7 separate regions of the Mus musculus genome follow, and regions 2, 3, 4, 5, 6 and 7 are each linked to region 1. A link is a contact called in public Hi-C, HiCAR-type, HiChIP or PLAC-seq and promoter capture Hi-C data. All regions are on one chromosome and are shown on one strand. The core of a region is the stretch at or near the end of the contact, and the rest is flanking DNA. Distances in the headings are between cores, read along the strand shown. Region 1 holds the start of Top2b (topoisomerase (DNA) II beta). Region 2 overlaps Nek10 (NIMA (never in mitosis gene a)- related kinase 10). Region 3 overlaps Nek10 (NIMA (never in mitosis gene a)- related kinase 10). Region 4 overlaps Nek10 (NIMA (never in mitosis gene a)- related kinase 10). Region 5 has its middle 17 kb from the start of Slc4a7. Region 6 holds the start of Slc4a7 (solute carrier family 4, sodium bicarbonate cotransporter, member 7). Region 7 overlaps Slc4a7 (solute carrier family 4, sodium bicarbonate cotransporter, member 7).

What was found. Promoter capture Hi-C pulls out the DNA fragments that hold promoters and counts their contacts. Hi-C and Micro-C count contacts between places; a contact is called where the count stands out from the background. HiCAR-type assays count read pairs that join an accessible place to other places. HiChIP or PLAC-seq counts read pairs in DNA pulled down with a chosen protein or histone mark.
Region 2: a Hi-C map of stem cell-derived neural stem cells shows a contact between it and region 1, with 2.4 times the contacts expected there. The contact joins the enhancer-like site here to the promoter of Top2b in region 1. A contact is called at or near these places in 9 of 39 promoter capture datasets (the 3T3-L1 cell line, the C10 cell line, cranial neural crest and 5 more), 5 of 484 Hi-C or Micro-C datasets (adipose-derived mesenchymal stem cells, cerebellar granule neurons, cerebellum and 2 more) and 8 of 115 datasets of contacts at active chromatin or transcription factors (SST interneurons, astrocytes, embryonic forebrain and 5 more).
Region 3: an H3K27ac HiChIP or PLAC-seq map of double positive thymocytes shows a contact between it and region 1, with 13 times the contacts expected there. The contact joins the enhancer-like site here to the promoter of Top2b in region 1. A contact is called at or near these places in 14 of 39 promoter capture datasets (the 3T3-L1 cell line, 3T3-L1-derived adipocytes, the C10 cell line and 8 more), 2 of 15 datasets of contacts at CTCF or cohesin (large pre-B cells and pro-B cells), 29 of 484 Hi-C or Micro-C datasets (the Ba/F3 cell line, the C10 cell line, CD4 T cells and 20 more), 14 of 115 datasets of contacts at active chromatin or transcription factors (VIP interneurons, astrocytes, differentiating embryonic stem cells and 10 more) and 2 of 9 other capture datasets (adipose tissue and liver).
Region 4: a promoter capture Hi-C map of hippocampal neurons shows a contact between it and region 1, with 4 times the contacts expected there. The contact joins the enhancer-like site here to the promoter of Top2b in region 1. A contact is called at or near these places in 6 of 39 promoter capture datasets (the 3T3-L1 cell line, the C10 cell line, cranial neural crest and 3 more), 4 of 484 Hi-C or Micro-C datasets (embryonic fibroblasts, embryonic stem cells and regulatory T cells), 8 of 115 datasets of contacts at active chromatin or transcription factors (T-cell acute lymphoblastic leukemia, VIP interneurons, differentiating embryonic stem cells and 5 more) and 2 of 9 other capture datasets (adipose tissue and liver).
Region 5: a contact with region 1 is called in a promoter capture Hi-C map of pre-B cells. The contact joins the enhancer-like site here to the promoter of Top2b in region 1. A contact is called at or near these places in 6 of 39 promoter capture datasets (the 3T3-L1 cell line, the C10 cell line, liver and 3 more), 1 of 484 Hi-C or Micro-C datasets (B cells), 3 of 115 datasets of contacts at active chromatin or transcription factors (forebrain, large pre-B cells and stem cell-derived neural progenitor cells) and 1 of 9 other capture datasets (adipose tissue).
Region 6: a HiCAR-type map of astrocytes shows a contact between it and region 1, with 8 times the contacts expected there. The contact joins the promoter of Slc4a7 here to the promoter of Top2b in region 1. A contact is called at or near these places in 9 of 39 promoter capture datasets (the C10 cell line, cranial neural crest, hippocampal neurons and 6 more), 11 of 484 Hi-C or Micro-C datasets (B cells, CD4 T cells, cerebellum and 5 more), 7 of 115 datasets of contacts at active chromatin or transcription factors (astrocytes, double positive thymocytes, large pre-B cells and 4 more) and 2 of 9 other capture datasets (adipose tissue and liver).
Region 7: a contact with region 1 is called in a promoter capture Hi-C map of neutrophils, with 7 times the contacts expected there. The contact joins the enhancer-like site here to the promoter of Top2b in region 1. A contact is called at or near these places in 4 of 39 promoter capture datasets (hippocampal neurons, liver, neutrophils and 1 more), 5 of 115 datasets of contacts at active chromatin or transcription factors (acute myeloid leukemia, astrocytes, large pre-B cells and 1 more) and 1 of 9 other capture datasets (liver).

What each region holds. Positions count from the first base shown.
Region 1 is chr14:16,363,577-16,367,533 of GRCm38.p6, forward strand. Top2b (topoisomerase (DNA) II beta) reads left to right here and starts at 1,630. Exons shown (of 36, transcript NM_009409.2): 1 at 1,630-2,150. The coding sequence starts at 2,103.
Region 2 is chr14:14,983,986-14,988,090 of GRCm38.p6, forward strand. Nek10 (NIMA (never in mitosis gene a)- related kinase 10) reads left to right here. Exons shown (of 35, transcript NM_001195229.1): 31 at 2,682-2,792. Among named protein-coding and RNA genes, the nearest start is that of Gm46441, 41 kb to the right of the region's middle. Within about 2 kb of position 1,481, at least 15 of the 459 cell types and tissues checked have an H3K27ac peak or open chromatin away from gene starts, as enhancers often do. A contact at or near this core is called in stem cell-derived neural stem cells, where this site is marked.
Region 3 is chr14:14,861,742-14,865,576 of GRCm38.p6, forward strand. It overlaps Nek10 (NIMA (never in mitosis gene a)- related kinase 10), which reads left to right. Exons shown (of 35, transcript NM_001195229.1): 19 at 1,715-1,760; 20 at 3,652-3,773. Among named protein-coding and RNA genes, the nearest start is that of Nek10, 43 kb to the left of the region's middle. Within about 2 kb of position 2,415, at least 64 of the 459 cell types and tissues checked have an H3K27ac peak or open chromatin away from gene starts, as enhancers often do. A contact at or near this core is called in brain, cerebellum, cortical neurons and 10 more, where this site is marked.
Region 4 is chr14:14,841,909-14,845,724 of GRCm38.p6, forward strand. Nek10 (NIMA (never in mitosis gene a)- related kinase 10) reads left to right here. Exons shown (of 35, transcript NM_001195229.1): 7 at 878-956; 8 at 1,939-2,006; 9 at 3,590-3,669. Among named protein-coding and RNA genes, the nearest start is that of Nek10, 23 kb to the left of the region's middle. Within about 2 kb of position 1,328, at least 32 of the 459 cell types and tissues checked have an H3K27ac peak or open chromatin away from gene starts, as enhancers often do. A contact at or near this core is called in hippocampal neurons, where this site is marked.
Region 5 is chr14:14,684,415-14,688,455 of GRCm38.p6, forward strand. No RefSeq gene overlaps it. Among named protein-coding and RNA genes, the nearest start is that of Slc4a7, 17 kb to the right of the region's middle. Within about 2 kb of position 1,952, at least 56 of the 459 cell types and tissues checked have an H3K27ac peak or open chromatin away from gene starts, as enhancers often do. A contact at or near this core is called in B cells, adipose tissue and pre-B cells, where this site is marked.
Region 6 is chr14:14,701,410-14,705,154 of GRCm38.p6, forward strand. It overlaps Slc4a7 (solute carrier family 4, sodium bicarbonate cotransporter, member 7), which reads left to right and starts at 1,616. Exons shown (of 26, transcript NM_001360504.1): 1 at 1,616-1,871. The coding sequence starts at 1,824.
Region 7 is chr14:14,799,054-14,802,961 of GRCm38.p6, forward strand. Slc4a7 (solute carrier family 4, sodium bicarbonate cotransporter, member 7) reads left to right here. Exons shown (of 26, transcript NM_001360504.1): 26 at 1-890. Among named protein-coding and RNA genes, the nearest start is that of Nek10, 20 kb to the right of the region's middle. Within about 2 kb of position 1,913, at least 42 of the 459 cell types and tissues checked have an H3K27ac peak or open chromatin away from gene starts, as enhancers often do. A contact at or near this core is called in acute myeloid leukemia and neutrophils, where this site is marked.

The DNA of each region.
Region 1 (3,957 bases), core at 380-2,879:
ATGGTGGTTATTCGTGGAATCCCAGCGATTGGGAGCCTGAGATAAAGGATCAAGGGTTCAAGGTCAGCCTAAGCTACAGCAAGACCTCTCAAAATCAGAGAAAGGGACAGCTTGGCTTTTATATAAGCATACATACATTTATCTGTAAAATTCCCAACCTTTAAAATCATCTGTTTTCTAACATGAAGTATTTGGGTACTTAGGGATGTAAAGTCACAATACATAAATGAGTATAAGTCCCCAGGTAAGAAGGCCCGATGATGGACTTGGGAAAGCTGGTAACATGACTGTGGTGCTTTAGAGTCAGGGGCGCAGCCCAGCTTAGATCCTGCCTAGCGCTTTATAAGCTTTAACACTAGATTCAAAGTAAAGAAAGGTTTTGGTGTTCTTAGTCAGAATCCCCAAATAAACTGAAATTCCACGGTCTCCAGAGAGCTAATTAAGAACTACATTGAAATGATTTCCGTGTTTCAGAGCTCCCCACTTGGATTCAGAATGCAGCAGCGATTGAGAGGTGTGACCCCAAAGTTTCCCTTAAGGGAAGCACTCAGCTGCCGGAGAGACTCAAGGAAATACTTTCACAGAAAGTTGTTAGCTCTAGCTGGGTAAAGTTCTTCGGTGTGGTGTCCTCCTGTTAGTCACTCTTGGAAGATTGACGTCGGAGGAGGCTGTTGTCCCTTTAAACCCATTGCCACGCCTGACAGAGCATGGCTGGGAGTATGCCCAAAGAGAACTTGTTGAATGCAATTCCATTTACAGGCTGGGTGAAGTCAAGAGCTCTTCCATCTGCCAAAAGCTTTGGCGTTGCAAATTTTATTCTTAGAAAGCTTCCACACGAAAAAAGTCTATTTCATGATGTGTACCTGAAAGCTGAGAAGTGACAGGGACCTGTCTGCATTGTTGGGAGGAAAGGTCTGTAGCCAGAAAAGGGAGTCCTGACCCGTTCGCATTCCTTCCCGGGAACGTTCTCTGGGCACTCTTAGCACCCCAAGTTCCCTAACTGGTGGCACTGAAGACCGCTTGCCCTGTTTAGGGGCAAGGCAGAGAGACGGTCGGTCGGGGGTCGGGCGGATGCAGCAGCAACCTGGGGCCTGAGCGCGGGGTCCGGCTGCTCTAGGCGGCGCACGGTCCCGTCTGCAGTTCGCTAGCTCCCTCCGGGGCCCAGTCCCTGGGGGCGGCTAGGGCTTCCTGCCTCCCTGCCCCCAACCCTCCCCCCCCCCCCCCCCGCTCCCGCTCCCCCCGCGGCCTCGCGGCAAGTCTGCAGGACACAGTCCGGAGGTTTCCACAGCCCTTGTCCCAGGACTCCCGGCTCCTTTGGATGCCCCGGAATGACTCTTGACAGCCGCCTGCTCTCCCTTCTGACGGAAACCCCATTCACTCGCCTCGCTCTCCCTTACACTCTCTCTCAGACACAAACAAAAAACCCAAGTCTGCCTCTCAGTTGCTACCCGCAATGACGTTTTCCCCTCGGGTCCCGCCCCCCTAGGGGCCTGAAATTTTGGGATTGGTCGAAGTACTGTAGTGACAAGGCTGTGATTGGACGATCCATGGTTGACTGACAGCCGGTGACCACCGCACCCTCCCCCTCCCGGAGCGCGCCTGTGTGTGCCGTGTTATGCCGGACTAAAGGGAGGCCACCACGGCGGCTCTGTTTATTGTCCCTCTTGGACTGTGCTCCGGAGGACCGGTTCAGACGCCGCTTGGGCGGTTTTGAGGCAGTGGCGGCCTTTGAGGCTGCGGCGACCGCGGCGAGGACTCTGCGGCTTCGGTGGCTTGAGGAGAAGCAGCGGCTCATTCCTGTCAGGGCTCTGGCTCGCGAGTCCTAGCCGGCCCGCTTCAACCTCGTCCCTCATCCGCGATCCCAATCGCCCGCGTGGGTCCCGGAAGGCCGCGCCGCATCGCCAGCCCTTCCTAGTCCTCGACCACTCTGTAGGCCCGGGCGCCGCGCTCGAGTTTGAGGGCGGCGGGCAGCGCGGCCTCCTCAGCGGCTCGGGCCCGCGATGGGGCGCGGCTAGGAGTGCTGCGCGCAGCGGTCAGTGCGAGCGGCGGGCCCGGCGTCCCCGGAGCGCGAGCAGCCCCTGGCCTGCACGGGAGGCGCTGCCATGGCCAAGTCCAGCCTCGCGGGCTCTGACGGGGCGCTGACCTGGGTGGTGAGTGCGGCGCGGGCGGGCGCATTGTTCGTGGGCCGCGGGCGACGCGGGCGGGGTGAGAGCGTGGTGCGGCGGGCGCCCTGTCAGGCTGCAGTCGGGGCCTAGCCCCGTGTGCCCTTTCTCTCTGCTTTCGCCTCCACCAAGGCTCAGGCTGCTGAACAATGCTCACCGGAAACTTCAGGGTGCACACCGAGAGTGGGGGGACCGCGATAATGCGAGCCTCCGGGCCAACCCTCCATAAGTGCAGCACCAGAAAATAGTGCCCGGTATGCTACGGCTTCCGGCGGCCTGTCCCAGAGGAATGTGCACTTGAATGGTCACTGCGGGTTGCGCCTCCCCAGAAAAGGCTCATTCCGCAGAGAGGGTATTTGGGACGACTTTGACAGCAGGCTAGAGACCGCCCGCGGGATTAAAAGAAGAGTTTACTTACGTCAGCCTCCCGTGTACACCGTGTGGGGGCCCAGGGGTGTCCCTCGGAGGTGAGGGGGTGCTTAAGCCTGAACTTGGAGGATTGCAGAGCTCAGTTCCTGGAGGGAGGTGGACTTAGCAAGTGCAGCGGGAGCAGTTGGAACGCGGCTCCCAGGACAGATCGATAACTCCAGCATTTCACTTACTCAGCACTGAGTTCAGACCAGGGTCATTTCCCAAACAAAACACCGGACTTAGTAGATGAGGCCAGCAGCTTGGACAGAAAATTTACACATTTCAGGGACTTTAACACATCCCTTCCAGAGGATCCTAGTTCCCCGCCTTTTGAACACACTAAGGAACTTTGGTATTGGTTGGCATTTTTGTTCCTTGTTTTCTTTGTTTGGTTGAGGTTTCGATGAGGCTGGGGTAGCAGTCGTTTCTATCGACAAGTGTTGTTTATAAAAAGGATGTTTCTATGAAGAGCAGAAAAACAGTTTCAGCATTTGCAGGGCCTCGAGAAGATACTTTACAGTGTAACTTGCCAGGTACTTATCTTCAAATCTCCAGACATACGTACTTCTAGACAGTATAGAAGGCGAGCGTGGAGAAGAAAAGTTAGATAGTAAGGTAGTGGATAAGTGTCCATGAAAAGAATGATTGAAATTACTGTCCCTTATCGGATACTAAAACTAAACATCTGAACATGTGTGATCATATGCCAGTGTCACTGGTAATTGTGAAGCACTGACATCTGAGAAGTTTGTCTGTAACTTGGTTCCACAATGGCAAATATTTCTTTTTAAGATTTATTTATGTATATGAGTGCTTTTGTCTACATGTACTTCACACACCAGAAGACAGCATCAGAAAATTGTGACCGTCCATATGGGTGCTGGGAATTGAACTCAGGACCTTTAGAAGTGCAGTGAGTGCTCTTAACCACTGAACTATCTCTCTAGTTCCCCCTCCCCTCTTTTGGCAAATATTTTTACGTTGTTATTTTATGTGTATGGGTGTTTTGCCTGCTTGTGCAACACTTAAGTGTCTGGTGCCTAGGCAAGGAAGACCAGAAGAGGGCATCTATATTGTGGAACTGCAGCCACCCAGATCCTCTGGAACCCAGTTCCTCTGGAAGAGCAGCTAGTGCATCTCTCAAATTCTGTCACCATAGCAAACATTTTGTGACACAGTTGGATTGTTTTTAATTCATGGTAGCAATATTTTAATTTGCTGTTATTAACTTTATAAACAATTTAATGGGCACCTTTCCTTTTAAGATCAATGGGGAAACTTTAATTTACATACAAAATTGAGCAAAATTTGTAGAGTTTCATTCAAAATTAGAAAAAATCTATTTGAAACTAAAATAGTCACATTGACTAAATCTACTATAAAC
Region 2 (4,105 bases), core at 231-2,730, 1.4 Mb before region 1:
CTCTCAGGCGGCCACACTGTGTTATGCTGCAGCAGCAGATGTCCCCCAGGCTCTCAGGCAGCCACACTGTGTTATGCAGCAGCAGATGTCCCCCAGGCTCTCAGGCAGCCACACTGTGTTATGCTGCAGCAGCAGATGTCCCCCAGGCTCTCAGGCGGCCACACTGTGTTATGCTGCAGCAGCAGATGTCCCCCAGGCTCTCAGGCAGCCACACTGTGTTATGCAGCAGCAGCAGATGTCCCCCAGGCTCTCAGGCAGCCACACTGTGTTATGCAGCAGCAGCAGCAGATGCCCCCCAGGCTCTCAGGCAGCCATACTGTGTTATGCAGCAGCAGTACAAAGCATGACTCCATTTCTCCTACCAAATCTGGTTTTAGGGACTCTAAATTTTAAGAGAAGTGTGAGATTTTATTTCTTTAAATGGTAATCTTAGAACATTTGCTTTTAACATTTGGGGGAAAATGTTAAGCAGTAAAATGTCAAAATAGAATAGAGTGCTATTTTGGTCTACTATTTATCCAGTGGAGCCCTGCAAATTGCTGGTGCCTTGCTAATATATAACTAGGTAGGGAATGCAGGGTTTTGGAAAGAATTCATATTGATGTAAGTTTGAGAAGACATGCCGACCAGGATTTCTTCTTCTTCTTCTTCTTCTTCTTCTTCTTCTTTTTTTTTTTTTAAAATTACTTTGTGTGGTACAAGAAAAACCATTTCCAGGTTTGAACTGAAGAACATATTATCTTTTCTAGAACCATTTTCTTTTTCAAGAAAATGGGCGTTCTTGCAGGCTGTGTGTGTGTCAGATGTAATGAGTCCATAAGAATGTTTATAAGCTGTGAGGTACAGTATGGCAGCCCTGTGCTAGTGGTGTTGGCTTAGGGATAAGGCTGATACAAACACACCTCAAAAGGAAGGTGTGTGACCCATCCTTTACTTACCTAGGAACAGAACCTGCTTTGCAAGTTTGCTGTGGGAGAGTTGCAAGAATGCAAGCACAAAGGAGTGCTCACAGTATCTGGCAAGCATGAGCTGTGCGTTTTGGTTCTGATTTTATACTGACTATGTTGTTATACGTACTTCATATATAAATGAGCCATCACCATTTTACGTAGTTTTCAATTCTTACTGAAAGATTGATGGATGGGACACTGTGCTAACAGTATTTATCTCACTGAGACACGGTAGCTTGCTTGCACTGCCTATCTTAGGGATGTGAGCTTACTGGAGTGAGCTCAAGTGTTTCTTCCATTGAATTCAGGGGCAATAGACGATCCTCCAAGTTAACCAGAGACTTATCAAGTTAAATAAATAGCAAGACTTGTCAAGATCTCTGTGACAGTTATTCTGATGCCTTCCAGTGTTAGGCTGAGTCCACTGGTGACCACATCTTCAATATGCCTTTGTGGCCAGCAGGATGTGAGGCCCTTCCTTTCACAGACGGCTGCAGTAAAGCTGGGAGGTTGCTAACGGGACCTAGCGCACCACTGCCCTCTGCTGTTTGCTTCAGGGAGGTGGCGCCTTCTGGCAGGAAACAATAGGGAATCACCAAGTCCTGTCTTTCTAGGCTGGGTCTCCATCCTCTCAGGGCTCCACCCCTTCCCTTGCAAAGAGACCAATGCTAAAAACTTCATTGTCTTCTTCGCCTTACATATTCCTCTGTTAGTCCATGTGAAAGGCAAGAATAATCGTGAATTTGGAGGGCTTTGAATCAGACTTCCTTCATGGTGGTACACATATTTTTATTGGTTCCAGATAGTTACAAGGTAGTAACCCAACTGAAGTCCCAGGTGGTGAAGCAGAGCTGAGTTTGATCATCTCTGCAGTGTCCCTGCCTGTCTGGGTCATCATTTGGTTGGAGTTTATAGTTTTCTTTCTTTTTTTTTTTTCTTTTTAATTGGGAGCACTTGTTTCACCCCAACCCACCTCTCTCCTCAGCTCTTCCTTTTAATGTTTAGCTATAAAAAAAAAAAAAGCTTATTGAGATGGAGACCCCTGATAATTCTGATCCTACTTCTTTTGTGGTATTCTTCTCCCAGACTTCACCTCACCCTCTGTGCCACCAGAACTCTGATTTCCCATGCAATTCCTGCCTGCCAAGCCCTGCAATTGGGTGGTTGTTTTAAATCCCCTTTTCTGAGACTCTGCTGTGACTGCCTATATATGTATGCAGTCCACAGCATCCTATCGAGGTCATAATGCATGCCAATCCATGCTCTCCTGGGAATGGTGGCCCCTAGGATTTTGTTTCTGTCTAGCGGAACTGTTACAGGAAGACACACAGGCCGACACATAGCTGTCAAGATTTTGTGTTTCCTGGTCCAAAGTATCAGATCTTCTGAAGGCTGTCACTTAGGTGCTTGGTGTGGTTCCGGCATGTGACAGACGCCTACACATGAATAGAATGTACCTCCCTTGTCAAGGGTGCGCTTTACTAAATGGAATGTGCATGTGCATAGCTGTTATGTGAGAGTGGTATCAGTAAGGGTGACTGTGACAAGATAAAAAAGCAGAGCCACTCCTCTATGCAGAGGATGAAAACTATAGCATATAATTTGCTAACTCAGAGTCCTCCTTAGGTTTTGAGGATGTACTGTTGTGCTGGCCCCATATAAGTGCTTCCTGTAGGGGCTGATGCACTGTGGAGGAGTTGGTTGTAATGGCTGTCCTCTTGCTTTCTGCAGCTCCCTCCAGCTCTGCACCATGATCTGAAGAGAAGGGTTATAGAGAGATTCAAGAAGTCCCTGTTCAGTCAGCAGAGCAACCCATGTAACCTGAAATCTGAAATTAAGAAGGTATGTGTTCTCCATGTAGACACCTATCCATGAGAGATGTCTTCATCCCAACCCTGCTCCCTGATCTTTGCCTACTGTTAAAGGGTAATGCTCAACCAAATGGGTCCACCTTCCCTGTTTCCCATGCTTCTTTTTGTGGCTATTAGCTCCAGGTGGCTGGCTGATACAGCTCTTTCCTTGTAACTACATGTTTGCGTAAGAATAAATGTCTTTAATTTTAAAATATGTATATTGCAGCCTGCCTTTGAAGCATCTGTCCCAGTATTTTGGAGAAGGTTATTCAGTGAGCCCCCTAAATTGCATTTTCTACCTGAAACCATCACTTGACCATGCAAAGCCACCATTTTAATCATCTATGGGGACAGAATGAACTTAGCCCTCCTATCTTCAACATTCTGCAGCCTTTCCATATTTGGGTACAACAAAAGTTTCTCTTCACACACGCAGAATCTAAATTGTTATAACAAATGGGAAGAAAGTTGTTTACCTATGGTGACATGAGTTGGAGACAGGAAACCCACTTTGTCCTAGAAGTCATATAAACCCTCTGTCTTGTCCCTGAAGGACCCAGTATGAGGAAAGTCTAGCTACCTTGTTGGAGATAATTTGATCCCCCAATCTCTTCTCCTCCTCTCCTCCTTAAATGCCCTCATATCCTTAAGTGATAGTATTGTGTTGGATTCCTTCTCTGAGGTTGGTTTTTTCCCATTAGTGAGTCTACTTTTAAGCACAAGCTTATCACTCAGGAAATAGGCCAGTCTCTTTGATTAGAAAAAAAAAGTAAGCAGCCTGTTTCTGCTTTGTTGGCACATAGCCATAGTGAGGCCTGAACCACTGATGTATATACCAGAGGCAGCTGCAAGTAGGTACACAAAGCAGGAGCCCATTCCTCAGAGACAAGAGAGTGAGCTGCCCATCACACGCTGTGCTGGCAAACAAGGCAAAGATAAGGAGATGGTGAAGATGAAGCAGAGGTACAGGAGGCTTCACACTTACCTATAGCATCCTAAATACCAAAAAAATACATTTTTAAATATCAGACGCTCAAGCCTCCCACAAAAGACTATAATGCTTGACTTTTATTTTCTTAGTAAAGTGATACTGAGAATAAGCCAATTTAAATACAATTTTTTTTTAAAACAGAAATTCTGGTTTTATAAGGTGAAAGCTTCTACCTCAGAAGGTGTTCATAGGCACATTTGCCTCCCACTCCGTCCATGGATTTCCCTTGTGCCTTCCTGGAAGGCAAGTTCTTGTGGTCTATCTGATGCAGGTTCCCCTTAATTTCTTTCTTCCCAGACAGTGAAGCCAAT
Region 3 (3,835 bases), core at 1,165-3,664, 1.5 Mb before region 1:
AGCTCTGCTGCTGTTCTTGTCCATGCCGTTTATAAATCAGTTCGGTATGAAATACTGGACATTGGTGCAGTGATATTTTTGCCAGTGTTTTTCCTAAAGCTTGTTATTGAGTCATGGAAACTCTTTTAGGAGTTTATAGCAGGGCCTTGGATGCAAAACAGTTGAGCTTACAAACCAGAACACACCATGTATGCTTAGCTACTGAGTTACTGCATAGGAACAGGAGAAAGACACCCTTAATGGAGTGCTGGGAATTTGAGAAAGACCACCCTCCAACTTCAGTCAGCTAAAGCCAACCTGTTGACACCCCTCAAGTCTGGCTTATTAAATCTAAAATGTAGGTTTTGTTTCATTTCCCCTTTCTAGAGCAGGCTTGTGTAGTCTAGGCTGGTCTTAGCCCTGCTCTGTAGTACAGACTGACCTTCAGGACCCGCCCCCCCCTTTCCTGGCTCCCTGTCCTAAGTGCTGAGATTAGGGGTGGGCCCCACTGTCTTCTGGGTTATTTTTATTATCATGAATATGTGACATAATCGCTCAATTAGCTGTCATTATGAAGGAGTATTGGAGGAAAACGGAGCGCAGGCGAGAAATGGGAATTCTTTCTGTAATCCGAGAAGATGCTGGTTCCTTTCCCAGCTCTCCTTGTTTGTGCATTTCTGTTTCTAAGTTCTAGGAAGCTGCCAGCCTCACTGCGCCCTGCAGTCATGTTTGCTTGGTGTCACAAACATGGTCTTTATTCATTGAAACCTATAGTTTGACATCACTAAGTTACAACAAAAGTCACCACTAATGGATTAGATCGCAAGAAGCCATCCCATCCGTTCAGAAACTCATCCTGTCCCCACTTGCTAGTTGATTTGGGTGCTAATTTGTTTAAGTGCGTTTCCTAAGAAAAAGGGTCCAGAAGAGGCCAATCAGGGTGCCACAGTTTAGATTTTGATGTCACTGAAGATTGTCCCTCCTGTGGGAGCCACCTGAACCAAAAAGAAGGATGTCATGGAATACAGAAGCCATAGGTACGGGAGTGAGAGACCCTGTCTGCTAAGAGGTGACAATGAGCACAGCACAGAGGCTTCGAACTACCAGGCTTAGAGAATGGCACAAGTTGGCATTATTCCCTGTTCCATGCAACTGCTGGTGACACCTTCCCATCCCAAGTGGGAAAAGCAGCAGAAAGGACACTTCCAGGGCTGAGGGACAGACAAATGTCACTGCTGCCTGGGAAGCCACATCCTGGCTACTCTGCTGCTGATAACCCTGAGACCGCTGGGTTGGTGTGAGTAGCAGCTACGTGGGCCCCACTCAGAGGGACACTCAGAGGCACAAACCATTTATAGACATCATGGCAATTCCTCTGAAACAAGACACTTTACCTAGAAACTACATTCTAAATAAATAGTTGGAGACATTTTACACCATTTTTCTTTTTTAGAACTTTCTCCCTCCCTGTGTAGCTGAGGCCCAACCCTGGGGCAGAGCATGCTAAGGGAATCGTTAAGGAACTGATCAGTCCTAAACCTGTCCACTGCCCATTAGGAAGTGCAGCATCTTCTAGCCTGGTTCACAAAGGCATGGAGGACACTGTCTCTTTCATTAACTTAAAAAAGTCATTTAAAACCTTAAATGGCAGCTGGCAGTCTTAGATGAAACTTCAGTGTACAAAAGCTTGTGTTTTGAAGAGTCTGATAAGTGTTTGCTATTTGTTTTCTTACAGCTTTATCATCCCAATGTTGTACGTTATTATAAAACATTTTTGGAAAGTAAGTATGAATTGCTTTCTAAGTAAGGAAACATATGTTTGTTATTTATATACATTTATATTATGTTGGCAGAAAATAAACCCATTCAGCTATTTTCTACTGGCTTTTATTATTAGGCATTGCTTTCTTAAGCAGTAAAATAATTTTTTAATTGATGACCTGAGAATACTTAAAATATTTTGATCTGTATTATATAGAGGCACAGTGTGAATAAACAAAAATAATTAAATTATTGTACAGAAAAGGAACTGTAGAAGAAAAAGAGAAAAGAGAACTAAAGCATGATGTTTTATTTTTCTTTTTGCAAGCTCACAGCAGCATCTAGTGGCATTTTCCACCCCTAATAAAATGGATTGGACTCCGCCTTCAAGGTTTTTTTTTTTTTTTCTCACAAATTTCAGTAGATGCCACCAGGTGGCGCCAGAGTCCTGGCTGAGCCTGCAGGCTGGCTGGCTTGTTTCCTGCTTGTGGGATGGAGAGCACAGTCAAACAAAGCCAAACTCAGTCGCTTGTTTACAAGTGAAGGAAGTATTGAACTTAACCATCTGTAGCATAAAATCCTGAAGTATTAGCCGGGCATGGTGACTCAGTCCTTTAATCCCAGCACTTGAGAGGCAGAGGCCGACTGTGTGTGTTTGAGGACAACCTGATCTACATAGTGAGTTTCAGGCTGGGCATGGCTGCATAGAGAGACCCTGTCTCAATACTAAACAGAAGCTGTTCTGTATGCAGCTCAATTGCTATGTTTTTACCCATTTCCCTTCTTTAAGTGATTTAGATGGACTCCTTCCTCCTTACGTGCTAGTTCTTAATATCGGGATTATTCCTGTAATTAAAGCTATCAGATTTAGTTCCTGACTTAGACTGAAGTAAGTACAAGTCATTACAAAAACAAAACACTTAACCTGACGACTTCCAAAATAAATTGAAGGAAACTTAAAATATGTATAATATTACCAAGTTATAAACTATGATGAAGAAGACTATAATTTGAGAAAATGAAAACAAACAGCTAAGCATAGTGCAGGCAATATGTATTTCTTGGAATGGTGAAACTTGGGAATCTATAAATGTCCGTAAGAGAGATGCTATATGGTTTATTCATTTTTGCAATCCTGTGAAAGGCAACAGGAAGAACAGTGTGCTTACATTCATGCTGCAGTGTGAGACTGGTGGAGAAGCCAGTGGGCAGGATGGGAGATGTCTGTCCTTTGCAGGCAGATTGTGTATGTGTGTATTTTGTGTATGTCCAACAGTCAGAAAAGACACATGTCACATATCATTATTAGTAGTTCAAATTGGCTTTAAAGGAGTGTATTCAGAGAACAAAAACAGCAACAAGAAAACCAAAAACCCAAACAGTGCTAAACCCTTGTAAACCCTAACATAAAATCAGAGTCCAGGTCTCTCTACTCGAGAGGGGCCTAGCAGTAATCTCTGTCATGGGTAGGTGCTTTAGTCTGTGTTATTGCAACATCATAGCGTGATCCGTGGGTAAGTTTGTATGACATAATCTATGTCACCATACAAAATGCAATTTATAATGCGGTTTTCTGAACGTCTTATTTGATCCGAGGTACTAAGAGGCAGGCCTCGTGACTTGAGACAGTTGGCTTACTGTCTTTGACATGGTTCAGGCATTCTATGGTATAAGCAGAAAATGATTATGCTTGCCAGAGAGGAGAAAGTCTGGAGTCAGAGGAAGTTGCTGCTAGGCTGTGACTGCCCCAAGGGCAGCTCTGTGCTCTGCCAGCATTCAGTGGATCCTGACACTAAGTTTTCCGTTTTGTGCTCCAACACTCCTTGGAAAGCCCGGGTTCTAATTTGTGAAGGTTTTCCAGGGCTTTATACTGACTTTACATTTCTGTGACTCCTTTTTGCTTTTGCATAGATGACAGGTTGTATATCGTTATGGAGCTGATAGAAGGAGCCCCACTTGGAGAGCACTTTAATTCTTTGAAGGAAAAACATCACCATTTCAGTGAAGAGCGACTGTGGAAAATATTTATACAGGTACACTACACCCTTCATTGAAATTTTCTTTATACAACAAAGTTCTGAGCTACCTTAGAGAT
Region 4 (3,816 bases), core at 78-2,577, 1.5 Mb before region 1:
ACTGTGCTGCTATATGGAGAGTCAGTGGGAACCTTGAGGCAGGACTGAGCTGGAAGAAGAAGGGGCCACAGAAAGATGCCTGCTCCAGCCCCTTCCTACCATTCTCTATGCTACCATGAATTGAGCATTTTTTCTCTGCCTCACTTTCTTTAAATTGTTTCTCTCAGTGTTTGTCACAGCTATGGAGACTGAACAGAGTCACCTTAAATCCTGGGAAGGTGATTCATGCTCAGTGTTTAAAATGTTTATTTGTTTGTTTGTTTGTTTATATGTATATGAGTGATCTGCGTTAGAACAGACACACACACAGAAGAGGGAATCAGATTCTATTACAGATGGCTGTGAGCCACCATATTGCTGGAAAATGAACTCGGGACCTCTGGAAGAGCAGCCAGTATTCTTAGCCATCTCTCTAGCCCCCTTGTTTAGTTTTTAAAGAGAAATCTAACTGAAGATGTACCTCACTGAGTGAAGTCCATGTCCATATATTGTAAAGGACATCACCACTTTAACATAAGCATTCACACTGTCTATGCTTCTCTGAGCCTATTTCTTAAACATTTTGCTGCAAGGTGAATCAAAGAATCAGGTTACTATGTATATCTTATATAAGATGCACCGTGAAACTATTCAGTTCAAGTCATTCTGGGATTTTTGAGAGCTTTCAGAATTCTTTCAACTTTGGGGGCATTCAGGAAGAAACCATGAATCACTAAGTCCTGTGTCCCACCCTTGAGTGCCACAGGCCCAGGAGTACTGAGCAGTTCTTACTTACCTCTCTGCCATCCTAGGCTCATCCTAAGACCTGCACTCTTGTTTCCTATGTACTTTTGGTGCTGGCTTTCTGACTGGCTTATTGGGTTGGTCTTTCATGCAGTACATGGAGATCGTGGCCAACGAGTACCTGGGCTACGCTGAGGAGCAGCACTGTGTGGACAAGCTGGTCAATATGACGTGTAAGCATTGTTGCCAGGCACCCAAAGAATCTCGTGGACTTGGGAGAAAGAACACCTGCTGCTCTTATTATTGTTCCACTCACATGGTGTGTGCCTTTGTGCCAATGGTATCACATGTCCCCACATCTCCCCATGGCAGCTCTTTCTTTGGCAAGCATATTTGTTTCAAGGAAGAAGTCTTTCATAAAAGCGACATCTGTTGTGACATTGAAAGAAAACCTTTTGATTTCTGTGAAAATGTCAGAACCAGGGATTTTTGCTTCTAAAATTGGGTAATAATTATGCCTAGCTCATATAATGTAGACTACCCACAACATGAAAAGGAAAACTGAGAATCTCCCCTGAAAACAGCAATGTGGAAGCTGTGGCCAGGGTGTGAGACATCTCAGACATTCTTCTGGCTTCCTCAGAAAGCTTGACCAGTTTCTCTTCCTTCTCTCTCCTATTGCCCTTCACCCACCCCTCCCCCTTGCAGTCCCTCTAGGTGTGGTCAGCCACAGGATTCCTGCTGCTTTGGGTGCCAGCACAAGCCCATTGTACTTGTGTGGATAGACTGGTTTCTCATGCTTTGCTGGTTGGGCCTACGGTGGCTCTTAGGGGCAGGGGAGATGCTGGGCACCAGGATGTTCCTTTGAGGACAGCTTTCTCGGTGCAGGTCTTATGTTCTGCCTGGCCTCCCATCTCTTTGTAAGCTGGAATAATGAGTAGGGTCTTTTAAGTCCATGCCATGACCTTGTAATAAATAAGGTTCAGGAACCTGTTCAACTTTAAATGCACGGGGAGTTTGCTTTTGTGCTATTTGCAGATTTACTATACTAGGTGAGCTTCTAGAGTTGAACTAGGCAGCCCTGTCCTCCACTATTCCTTTTGTGGGTCTCTGCTCCCACTCTCTCGTTCTTCTCTTTCCTGTCACTTCTGAGGAGCCAGAGTTTCATGACAGCTGTTTCTCGATCTCCCTTTGAATGATTTCTTTCTTTAATAGATATTTTTCAAAAACTTGCTGCTGTGAAAGACCAAAGAGAATGGGTTACTGCAAGTGGAGCCCACAAGGTGAGTGGGCCCCTAGAGTGCTGAGGTTCTACATGGCCCTGTGTGTCATCAGTCGCTCTCCAAGTTCAGAGCTTAATACTCAAGCTACATGTCATTATAAGTCGTAAGACTATGCACCCAGCCTAAAATGGCTTCTCTACTTATCTTCTTATGTTCTTTACCAACACAAGGAATCAATAAATGGTGCAGCATATGAAGGTTTTTACTTTTCAATTCTACTCCAGCTGAGTGCATCACTTAACTTTAATGTTAAAGCGAAATCCATCTGTATTGTAAGGTTTTATAATTAGAATAATATGAAATCAGCATTTTCTGTAAGTCAGAGATAATTGAATATAGCAATTTATGGGATGCAGACTCACAAGGTGGTATGGTATTGTAAGCTATGGATTAAGTATTCATTTTAAGGTGCTAAAGATGCAGTTCAGAGAAAGACCTTGGGTCCTGGACTCTGTATTCCCAGGAACACCCCTCCCCCACCACCATACACACACACACACACACCCACATGTCAGTGTGTACCGTAAAATACATGAATGTTGGTTTAGTGGTAACAGACATTTAACAGGCAGATGTGTAGAGCTGATTTCAATAACCTGTTGAGTCCTCCTATCTCAGGAATGCCTAACTTGTGCTGCTTGTGGTCTTATGCTTCTGGGAGAGAGTTTAGGTGACACACAGTAGTTTTCACTTTAACAGACAGTGATTTTATTGATGTTGCTTACAATCTGACAAAACAATAACATTAAGGTGTTAAGTTGGCTTAGCAACAATTTTGAAAAGGATGTTTGTAGAATTGAAGTTTGTGAACCATATCACACAGTGGTGGAGATCAAGGAGGAGTCCAAGAGAGATGCTAACTTCAGCATAAGGAAGTGTAAAGGGATCCATGGGATGAAAACAAAAGTGCATCCCCGCATCCCCGCAGAGCTTTCACAGCTCTGACACTAGGATGTTTGGCAAGAAAGTAGTGGGGGACAGGAGTCTGTGGTCTGAAAAATTGGAGAAAGAGCATTTACATTAATGGGGATTCAATGAAGGCATTCTTCTCCAAGGAAAGGCATGATGGATTAAGCAATTTGGTCCTAGTTATAAAAAGGTTATGTTTTCAGTGGTTTGCAATCTGTGGGTTGTGGCCCCTTTGATGGTCAAAAGACCCTTTCACAGGGGTTGCATATCAGATATTCTGAGTATCAGATATTCACATTACAGTTCATAGCAGTGGCATAATTATACTTATGAAGTAGTGAGGAAGTAATTTTATGTCACCACAACATGAGGAACTGAATTAAGGGGTTATAACATTAGGAAGAGTGAGAACCACTGGTTCAAGGGTTTACGTGGGTAACATTGGGAAGAAAAATACAAGTAATTATATATATATATATATATATATATATATATATATATATATATATATATATATATTCTACTGGTGTACACACACATTTTTTAATTGAGCAAAAGAACAGAATCCAGAAAAAAAAAAAGCAAAAGATCAGTGTCTGTGATTTTTAGGAAGAGTACACAATATTCAAGAAGCTCCTGGGACTTTGGTAATTGCATTCTCTTCTTTCCTTCAGACATTAGTGAGTTTGCTTGGTGCCCGAGACACCACTGTCCTCTTGGGTGCTCTGCTGGCACTGGCCAGCTTAGCAGAGAGGTAAGTGCATCTCAGCATGCTCCTCTGTGCAGGCAGCATCGTGGGTGGGAGACACAAACACACAGGCTACTCTGTTACCTGCTCCTCTGTGCAGCATTGTGCATGGGAGACACACACACACAGGCTAATCTGTCACCTGCTCAGTTG
Region 5 (4,041 bases), core at 702-3,201, 1.7 Mb before region 1:
AGAGAGAGAGAGAGAGAGAGAGAGAGAGAGAGAGAGAGAGAGAGACAGAGACAGAGAGACAGAGACAGAGACAGAGAGACAGAGAGAGGTGAAATGTTTCAGTCCAAAAAAATCTTCACAATTATTTGTACTTAAAAGGCATCATAATCTTTCAATTATGAGATGAGTGTAAATGGCACTTTATTATTTAAAAAAAAGTAATAAAAAATTCAAGAAACACCCGTGAATTTCCTTTCCTACTTGAGGGGCCGTTACATTTATTTTGTGTGTCAAGCAAATACATATGTATTTTATTTCTCTCCTAAGTTTTTGTTAGTAAAATAGACAAATATGCATGGTATCTCTTGATTTTTATGACACCATTTTTATATACGACTTGAAGAGAGACATAGCTGACAGCTATGTATGTGGGGGTCAAAGCTAGCACCTCATACATGCTAAGCAAATACAGCATAAACTCTACCACTGAGCAATAGCTACAGCCGAAGATGAAAACACTTTTATTTTCATTTCCTCTTTTTTCTCCCTTTCTGTGCAATGCCAGGATAGAGCCCTGGGCCTCGAAACCACTCAGCAGGAGCTGTACCACCAAGCCTCAGTCTCAGCACGTTCTACCTGTCTTGGTCCTTTCATTTTATTTAGAAGTTCTAGGAACATTCCTGGAATCCAGACTCAGATTTTTCTGCAGAAGTTCCATGGTTTGAACTCTCAGAAGCAGCACTGTGACAAGGAAGGACATTGCTGCTGTGCAGGACAGCCCTTCAGACTGAGGCAGGGCCCAGGCCTCTGGAGTTACTGCAGTCCCCTGGAAATTCTGTGATCTTTATCAAGGTGGCTTTCTCCAACTCCAGACAGTTTCTGGAAAGGATGCGAATTATGAACTATCAGGCAAAGAAGAGTTCATTAATCTGTGAGGAACTAAAAAAAAAGTATTAACATTCACTTTGTCACTCAGAAAAAAAAGGAGAAATAAACAAAAAAATTACAGAAAAAAAAACATTGTAGTAAGGAAAAAGTACAGAATAAAATGAAAATTAACTAAAACTAAAACATAGTGGTATGGTGCCATAGTCACACCACTCTGGGGACCAACTGGAAGTTAGTCTGTGTAATAAGATCCTGTCTCAAAAAAATCAGTTTTGTTTCTTAATCCTGGGCCACAGTTCATATTGTGTATTCTAATTGAATATAGAGATTAGAGGAGCCAAGGTCACTGCTACCACGATTAACTACGAAAAACACCTGTGAGCAGTGACTCAGAGGTGGAACCTTCAAAATGCATTAAAAATGATTGGAGACTCATTCTTTAAAACTGTTTACAGCAGAGCTCATCCATTCAGCTGAACAAGTCAAGAGCATAGAGAAGCTGTAAAAAGAATTCAGATGCTGTGAAATTACTACATTTAACAAATCTGAGTCTTGGCTTATTATTGCATTTCTAAAAGTGAAAAAAAGCTTGTGGGGGTAAGGAGAGAGAGAGAGAGAGAGAGAGGGAGGGAGGGAGGGAGGGAGGGAGGGAGGGAGGGAGGGAGGGAGAGAGAGAGAGAGAGAGAGAGAGAGAGAGAGAGAGATCTTAGTGGTCCTGGCTTTGAAACCCATTCTAAGAATTTTCTGTCATGCCAAGAGCCACTGCTGGGTGGCCTAAACTCAAGCCTGCTTTAAGCACAGGGAGAGACATCTTCCTGAGTTTAGGGAAGTGGTCTCTGATGGAGGTAGATACCAGCAGTCTGAAGCTTGCATAGGATACCTAGAAGATGCAGGCCAAGACCTGCCTACTCCCTCTCCATCATGACAATGGTAAGTCCTTGCTTGTTTTGACATGGAGATTGGCTTGTATCCTCTGAGGTTACCACATGAATCCTGAGGAACTAGAGGAACCAACCCACGCTGAGTTGAAGCATGGTGTCTGGAGTAAGGACAGGGAAGAACGGGAAGTTATTGCTAGCTTCACTAGGTACCCAGGGCTGTGCATGAGCGGCCACAGAGACAGTTTCCTCTTGCCGGTCATTTGGCCCACAAGCATCGAAAGGGAGGCAATAGCAACGTGGAAAGTTTCCCGGTGGATTTCATGCCAAGGGTGTTACTCAGTGCTCACAAAGCTCCATCTGGCATTTACTGCTCAACAAAAGGGGAAGAAAAAGGACCTCTGCCACTTTTCAGGTCACAATGTTGGCAAGGTATGCAAGGGGAGGCAACATGGGGCAGGTGTGTTTGTGTGTGCGAGAGAGCTCTTGGTTCATTTTTACCACAGGACATCAATTATTTCTACTACTTTAGAGGATGTAAAAATCTAAAGTGTTATTTACATTTTTTGTCAAATTTTGTTTACGAACTTCAACATCTGAGGAAATGATGCTTTAATTGGCTTACTTCCTGAAGGGTTTGTTTTCAAACCCTTGACTCGGCTTGCAGCAGCACAGTCAGCAGACAAGCTTTCCTCTTTCCTCCCTCAGAACGCTGCCTGAGTAAGTAAATAAGGATGCTTTCCTCTCTGGTAATGTGGTTGCAGCTACATTTTTTGTTTATACTGTTATTATTGTTATTATTATTATCATATCCATTTTACTGGCCAGGGTATTTCTTGCTTTCTTGTTTATTTCATTAGGAGACCTAGATCACTCTTTGGTCAACTGTTCAACTAATACCTGAAGATTCATTATTGCCAAATTAATTTTGAAATTACCAGCCACTTCTATTGCACTTGAAAGTCTACTCAGGACTTGTTAAACTTTGGTAGATCATTCTGCACAGCTCACTGAATGCATCATAATACTGTCTCCCAAGCATTCTCTGCTCCTCTCTGCTATTCTACCCAAGGGACTGAAGAGGAAACACAGGCACAAAGCGTCCCACCTCTACTCCCCTCCCCACCCCCCACTTTTATGGGGAATGGAAACCCACGTCTTGATATTTGACTTCTAGTCCATCTGAAGATTTGTTCAGCTGATACACTCTTAGGCTTATTTTATTTGTTTTGCAGAGTAAGTTCTTTTATAGAGAGGGGTGTGACTGGTTCTTATCATGGCTCTGTTCACGATAGGCAAGCTATGGGACCAACCCACATGTCTATCAACCAGTGGACAAAGCAAATGTGTTACATGTACACAATGGACTATTATTCTGCCACAAGGAAGAAGGAAGTGATCAGCTGCTGAAAAATTGATGGAACTGGAGATCATGTCTAGTGTGATATCCCAAGCTCAGAAAGATACTTTTCACATGATTTCTCTCATATGTAAAGTGATTTGTTTTTAAAGGCTACGAAAGCAGAAGTGGGGGGAGAGCAGTGGATGAGAAAGCGAGGAACAAGAGAAGACAACAGATGTGTGAATATAATAAACAACGTGTGTGGGAGCTAGGGACAGAAGTATCAGGAAGGCCACTATTTTGTACAATTTATATGTGCTGAATTAAATATCTAGGCTTTGGTGAAGCATACAAGATGTGCACACGTGTAAGCCAAGCAGGAAATGAATATGGGTGCCCACTCCTAACCAAGAAACTACTTGAAATTGATATACTCCAGCAAGAGAAAAATCAATTTTCTCCAATGGAGTATCACTGGGCATATCAGTCACACTTCAGGGCAAGGCTGGCTGCCCAGGGATAATCAGGCAACACTAAAGGAACTCAGTTGTATTTTTGGATTTTTTTTTTTTTTTTGGTCTTATTGGTCTTCTGCCTGTTTGATTTTCATTTTTGTGCTTTTTTGGAGGTTTTCTTTCTATTATTTTTATTTTTTATTCTTATTTATTTATTTATTTCTAAGACACAGAGAGAACATAAAGTTGAGTGGGTAGGGGGTAGGGAGTGGGGATGCACTGGGAGAAGTTGGGACAGGAAAAAAACATGATCAAAATATATTGTATAAAAAATTCTTCAATAAAAATAATTGTGGGTGGGTATGGGGGACTTTTGGTATAGCATTGGAAATGTAAATGAGCTAAATACCTAATAAAAAATGGAAAAAAATTGTAAAATATCTAGGGGCTGGAAAGTTGTCTCAATGCATATCACAAACATGATAAGCTGAACTCAGAT
Region 6 (3,745 bases), core at 366-2,865, 1.7 Mb before region 1:
AGTGAGGTATTAGAATGGTACAAAAGAAATCTACATAGTAGAACCCCGAGTTACTTATTTCTACAAGTCTCCACTTCTTTTATCTGTAAAATGGGAACATAACACTATCCTACTCTATTTGGTGTGGTTATATAGAATGATATAATCTGAGTAATTTATAAAGAAAAAAAAATTCTCACAGCTCTGAAGATGGTGGGAGGACTGCATTTCATGAGAGAGACTTCTTCCTGTCTACCCGAATCTGAGAGCAGAAGGTCTGATGGACATTTGTGAGAGAGCAAGGGACACCTTTGCAGTTCCAGACCCATGGTTTATAATGTGCTCATGAACTCCTAAAGGCCTTGTGTCCTAAATACCCAACACCATTGCATTGGGGATTAAGTTTCCAATACAGTTTTTTAGGGGACACAGTCAAATCACACACAAATATACTTTATAGTATTGTGTGGATTAAAGAGGGGCCATATTTGCAAAATGTCACTGTCTGTAATTCTAGATCTTTTCAAATGGTAGCTGTTATTAATGGAAGCACACCTGTTCTTGGACAGTCGTGTGTGAGCCTGCCCTGTACCTCTCTGGGAAATTTAGAACAAAGCCAGGAGGGGTCTGGGACCCAAAGCAGTACCCAGTACACTTTGCTATTTATTGATAATGGGTTAGGGATGAGTCTTGACCTGATGATAAGTATTTCCTTTCATAATCGAATTTAGATTTTCTCAGCTCAACCTTTTATTGTCTTTTTTTTTTTTTTTTTCTTGAGACAGGGTTTCTCTGTGTAGCCCTGGCTGTTCTGGAACTCACTCTGTAGACCAGGCTAGCCTAGAACTCAGAAATCCTCCTGCCTCTGCCTCCCAAGTGCTGGGATTAAAGGCGTGCGGCACCACTGCCCGGCTCTTTTATTGTCTTTATCAACAACCTGTTAACAATAGTGATAAGCACACCACAAGTGACACACCTTCACAGAGGGACAGAAATGTATTTAATCCTTCAATGTCCATTTGTGATGGAGACCATCACCTCCACACCCAGGTAGATAGTAGACAAGCACCCTACCTATAGGGTCGACCCAAGAGTGGGACAGGTTGTGGAACTAGGCCAGTGCAGGGAGTGCACTAGGCAAGTTGCTAAATGTATCCCCTCTTTTACAGGGTCCACGATAGAGTTACCTCTAGGAGAGAAACTTGCAGAGGCAGAGAATGAATCTGGCGTCGTCCTGTTTCTCTCCTGCTTGTAAAACACGTGGTGAGGAGCTGAATGGGGTGATGACCCCATTCCACTTCGAAAGTCTGTAGAACTTCCGATTCGAAAAACCGAGTTCCACTCTCAGCCTCGGTCAATTAAGTCTTTACAAAGAGGGGCGGGGCCTCCGGGAAACTGACCTGGGGGGCGGGGGAGGCGACAGACCCTTCCGAGCTGCTGATTGGCTGATACGAATGTCTGTCTTCTTTTGTCTCCGCCCTACCTCCAAGCCCCTTAGCCACTGGAGGCGGTCGCTCGACGCCGGACCTGGTGCCTAACAGGCAGGGGGCGTGCTCCGGGGGGGGCGTGCCGGAGCGCGCCCCGCCCCCGCCCCCGCCCCCGCCCCCCAGCCCCGCCCCCCGCCCCGCCCCCGCCCGGGCGCCGCTGCCTCCTCCGCGCCGCGTCCTCTGCCCGTCTCAGTCCTCGCGGCACGCCGTTGCCTCTCTCTCCCGGAGAACGTCCCGCGCTCGCAGCGGTCGCCGCACTCCGGGGCCAGCTCTCGGCGGCCAGCGCTCCGCACAGGGTCTCCCTCCGCGTGCCCGTCTCTGCTGCGGTCGCGGCCTCTCAGAGCTCCGGGGCGGGCCATGGAGGCAGACGGGGCCGGCGAGCAGATGAGACCGCTACTCACGCGGGTAAGGAGCGGGGAGGCCGAGGCCCGCAGACAAAGGCGGCGTCGCGGCGGGGCTGCCGGCGGCCTATGCTGGCGGCCGCGCGCCGCCGTCGCCTTTGTGTGGCGGGGGTCGCAGGGGACGGCCGGCTTCGAGCCCTCGGGGACGCCTCTCCCGAGGACGCGTGTCCGCCGCCGCAGTGCCCGGCTCTCAGACGCGCGGCTCCGGGAGCCGTGTTCTCCCGCCGCGTGGACGCTGCCGTCCTTCAGCCCAGGCTGCTGTTCCTGCCGCCGCCGCCGCCTTCAGCCTGTGGCCGGAGTCGGGACCGGCCGTCGGGGCCGGCGCTCTGTGGCGTGTTGGGTCGCAGGCCCAGGAGAAGCACCGTGAGTGCAGTGTCCTCCTCCGGGCTCCATAGAAAGAGAATGGACCGAGAGAGACCCCAGTGCTCTGCGCCGCGCGTCCCCAGTCCAGCCGATCCCGCTTTCCCAGTGCAAGCAGCCTGAGTAAGGGCGGACTTGGGACGCGCAGAAACTGGGCTCTCATTTAAACGGGGGAGGGGGCGGGGGGCACACAAGTGGCCCGTTCTCTAGAAACAGGAACGTGTATGTGCCCTACAGAAGAAACTGCTTTCTCCTTTCAGAGTCTCTGACTCAAAGGATGTGGTGGTACTAATTTTCCTACTTCCAATTTTTACTCTGACCAGTGAAATGGGAGGGAAGGTTGCAGGGATGAATTTTCCAGTCTTTTCAAAACAAGGAAAAGGACATTTTGCCGGTTTTTTTTTTTTTTTTTTTTTTTTTTTGGTAGAATTTTCCTTAAGGCTCCCTCCTCTCGTTACTTTAAAAGTTATTGTGGAGGCCGTGGGCGGTGATCATTCATTACTTCACAGTATTCAAATATAAACTCTTTAAATATAAAGGAAAACTTCGGTCTTAAGACTGTGAAGTTCTGTAGTGGTTATGGGTTTGATGGGTCACAGTGATGAAGTACTGGAAACTCCTTAGGATTCTTTTTATGGCCTTTGAATGAACCTTCAGGACCTTCTCCAAGACTATCTGTCAAATACACTGTTGCTTGTTCTTAACCTTATTTGCACATTTTCAGCTGAACAGTAAACAGTATCAGTTTTCATAAACCTGGGTAAAAATGTTGTATTCTCTATCACAGTCTATTTAGGCAGAAGTCGTCATACACAGTAAGGCTATTGCCATTCATCCGTCCATCCATCCATTCATCCATCCATCCATCCATCCATCCATGCATGCATTCTGTGCAGTAGCTTATTGAGAACTTATTCTGTAGTGTCCAGAGTAGAAGCACTTTTTTCCGATAGAAGCTTCATTCAGAGGGGTGTGGGTGTGTGTCTACAATAAGGGACAGGATAGGGGACAAACAGATGGCAAGGAACTCAGTTCTGGTATTAGTACCATGATAGGAGAGTATTTTGGAAGGTCATACACCCTAAGTCTTTGGGAGAATAAAACTTGGCAATAATAAACTTACAGAAAGTAATAATAGAAATAAGGGGCTGGAGAAACGGCTCTGTTGTTAAGATCATTGGCTGCTCTTTCATAGGACCCAGGTTCATTTCCCAGCACCCACTTGGCAGCTTACAACTGTTTGTACTTCCTCTTCCAGGGGAGATACACCTTCATACAGACATACATGCAAGCAAAACAGCAATACAAAATAAATTATAATACAGAAATAAAATTGCTTCTAGTCTGGAAGCAGCAGTGACAATAGGTTAAAATAGTGGAGAGCGTTCTGCTTTTTGGAAGGTGGAAACATGCTCACTTTACTTTGGTAAGTGAAAACATAAAAATGAGATACTGTGATGTTTGTCAATTATAACTAACTTACTTTCTTTCTTTCTTTCTTTCTTTCTTTCTTTCTAG
Region 7 (3,908 bases), core at 663-3,162, 1.6 Mb before region 1:
CTTTCTGGCTTTCCTTTCACAAAGGCACGTTCAAAATTGTTCAGAAAGAAGAATGGTCTCTGACAGTGAGGTGTGATGCCAGAGCTTTCTGAAGTTTGAGCAGTGTGTGCAGCTCTGCATGTGTGTCCTGACAGAGTCAGATATGTGAGCCATTAAAAGAACATTGTAATTCAGAGTGTTTATTTAAGTAACTTACATGTCTGAAATTTATTTATGTAGATTCCATCATTGTTATCATTTGTAGTGCAAATACATGAACTGTCTTCATTTAGTCCCAACAATTATTTATTTTTAGAAAGTAAATTTAAAGCCAAGCTGCATTCAACTTTTAAAATAGTGTTCTAATCATAAGATGTGATCATTGTAAGGTCTCTTTTAACTTTCTGGAAAGTAAATGGTCAAAAGGAATCACATAAAGATTGTTTTACATTTTTAACCTGTATGTACTTAGAGGGTAAGCCCCAGTTCTCTGGTTTCTAATCATTTTTTGCACATTGATTGTTTCTGTTCTGTAGCTTTTCTTTTGCTCCTTTGGTTTTGGCTTTGTAGGGGTAAGGTGTCTTCCAATGTTTACTATGTTAGGCTTAAATTAAATTTTAAATTTATTGTCCATTTATATAATATTTGATACCTTGGTGTAACTTCTCAATACAATTACAATTTTTATGACATTTATAATTGCGATGGTATTTTCTTTTATAATAAAATCCAAAGTCAATTAAACAAATTGTAGACCTGATATTTTTCATCTATATGAAGTACAAGTCTCTACCTGAGTCTATAATGTGAACCATCCTGCCTTTCACATTTGTTTCCTAATTGTTAGAGAAAACTATTTTCTGTAGATGTTATTGTAAGTTGAAAGAGCAATAAAAGTCTACATATCACGGCCTTGGCTGTTGTTTTTTACCTTGTTGTTAGGAGTGCTGCAAATGTTTTTTGTTTAAGCTGAGGCTGGAGAACGGAAAGTGAGTGGCTTCTGCCTCCTGCACCCAGCTCTTGTGTAAGAGGGGGAAGAGAGAGAGGCCGGGAAGGGAGGGAGGAAGGGGGGGGAAGAGAAGAAAAAAATGTTTTTTATAGTTGGGAAATGTTGAAGGTAATGTTTATTTTAAATGCCGGTCCAACTTTGCTTTCTGTTTTAAACGTAGAAACTTTACCCTGTGGTGTGTTAACATTTTCTTGATAACACTCATCTCTCTGCTCAAGGCCCGTTTTTCTTGACTAATTTTATTTTGACTTGGATTGACTTCGCTCCTGTTTTTCATATGAAGAACTTCTTGTGTCTCATTGTAAAATTGTTAAGCCATGGGGTGAGATGAAGAACAATATAGCTTTGGAAAGTTCAGTTACACTTGGGAGAGGTAGTTTACACTTGCCACACATAGGACTATTGTGACTGTTGTTTACCAGGAGGGGGATCCTTCGCTTAGGGCTGTTTCTTGTGGTAGTGCTTACTGCCTCCCTGATCTACGGTGAGTTCTCTTGTCAGTCTTGTCTTTCTCATTTCCAGTGCTTGCAAAACAGTTTGTGCTTCTGCTTTTTCCCTCCATGGCCCACGTAAAGGTCTTCATTGACTAACTGCATTCTGACCTCTGCAAATGTTTTCAACCACTGAGCCTACTCTCCAGTCTTTTCTTACTTTATGCTATTCTTAGGACTCAATGCATTTTACTTGGCGTAGTTTAGACATTCATTTCAAGATAGTAAAGGAAAGAAACAACAACATAAAATGGGTAAGTCTCCTAGGATTGAACTGTATTACAAGATAATGAAGCATGGCTCAGCCCCCATAGTTACCCTTACAGTGGAGCGTCTGTGGGGTCATGGATGCTTAGTGCACAGTGCATGCTGGAGCCTTATGTTTGGAGTAACCATCTGTCATCCAGAGCCAGGGTGTCATACTGCCTTATGGAGCAAAAGAAAGCAAAGTATTACACTTAGTTTATGGAGAAGTAGAAAATAGGAAGCACATTTGATATCCTACAGAAGACAAAGTCAATCTTCAGCTTCTCACAGTGACTTCCTGCTTGGTAGTTAGGGTTTACAAAAATACTTTGTATGCTACTCCATGACTTCTTTGGCTGTTAGTCGGAAGCAACAGCCTTGAGGTTTTATGTTCTGAAGTTCAGTGCTGTGCTTCATTTCCGGTATACAACTGTACTTTTAAATTCTTACTTGATTTTTGTCCTGGTTTAATTTTTTTAAATATTTTATTAGGTATTTTCCTCATTTACATTTCCAATGCTATCCCAAAAGTCCCCCATACCCTCCCCCCCCCCACTCCCCTACCCACCCACTCCCACTTTTTGTCCCTGGTGTTCCCCTGTACTGGGGCATATAAAGTTTGCAAGTCCAATGTGCCTCTCTTTCCAGTGATGGCCGACTAGGCCATCTTTTGATATATACGCAGCTAGAATCAAGAGCTCCTGTGTACTGGGTAGTTCATAATGTTGTTCCACCTATAGGGTTGCAGATCCCTTTAGCTCCTTGGGTACTTTCTCTAGCTCCTCCATTGGGGGCCCTGTGATCTATCCAATAGCTGACTGTGAGCATCCACTTCTGTATTTGCTAGGCCCCTGCATAGTCTCACAAGAGAGAGCTATATCTGGGTCCTTTCAGCAAAATCTTGCTAGTGTATGCAATGGTGTTGGAAGCTGATTGTGGGATGGATCCCCGGATATGGCAGTCTCTAGATGGTCCATCCTTTTGTCACAGCCCCTAACTTTGTCTCTGTAACTCCTTCCAAGGGTGTTTTGTTCCCAATTCTAAGAAGGGGCAGTGTCCACACTTTGGTCTTCCTTCTTCTTGAGTTTCATGCGTTTAGCAAATTGTATCTTATATCTTGGGTATCCTAAGTTTCTGGGCTAATATCCACTTATCAGTACATATTGTGTGAATTCCTTTGTGATTGGGTTACCTCACTCAGGATGATGCCCTCCAGGTCCATCCATTTGCCTAGGAATTTCATAAATTCATTCTTTTTAATAGCTGAGTAGTACTCCATTGTGTAAATGTACCACATTTTCTGTATCATTCCTTTGTTGAGGGGCATCTGGGTTCTTTCCAGCTTCTGGCTATTATAAATAAGGCTGCTATGAACATAATGGAGCAGGTGTCCTTCTTACCTATTGGGACATCTTCTGGATACATGCCCAGGAGAGGTATTGCAGGATCCTCCGGTAGTACTATGTCCAATTTTCTGAGGAACCGCCAAACTGATTTCCAGAGTGGTTGTACAAGCTTGTAATCCCACCAACAATGGAGGAGTGTTCCTCTTTCTCCACATCCTGGACAGCATCTGCTGTCACTTGAATTTTTGATCTTAGCCATTCTGACTGGTATGAGGTGGAATCTCAGGGTTGTTTTGATTAGCATTTCCCTGATGATTAAGGATGTTGAACATTTTTTCAGGTGCTTCTCTGCCATTCGGTATTCCTCAGGTGAGAATTCTTTGTTTAGCTCTGAGCCCTATTTTTTAATGGGGTTAATTGATTTTCTGTAGTCCACCTTCTTGAGTTCTTTATATATATTGGATATTAGTCCCTGCTGATTTAATTTTTTGAGGTACTATTTCATGTAGTCCAGGCTAGCTTTGAATTCCTGGCCCTCTTGCTTCTGCTGAGATACCCTAGCAGGTATCCTAGAGACTCTTGACTAAATCAAAAACTTTATTTTACCTTTTGTAAACCAACTGTGGCTATTTAACAACTGCTACCTTCACTCTGATTAACTACATAAAACCTGCTTAAGTATTATACATACTTAGGTCGGTAGGGCCCTGTGCCCAAGGGTGTTGTCAATATCACAGCCTTGGGTTTTATCTCTACAGAGCCAGTGGTCCTGCCCTCTCTCCTTCACTTACTAGTTGCCAGGCTGCTTAGGTCATTCTCATTTACAGCTCTAGAATG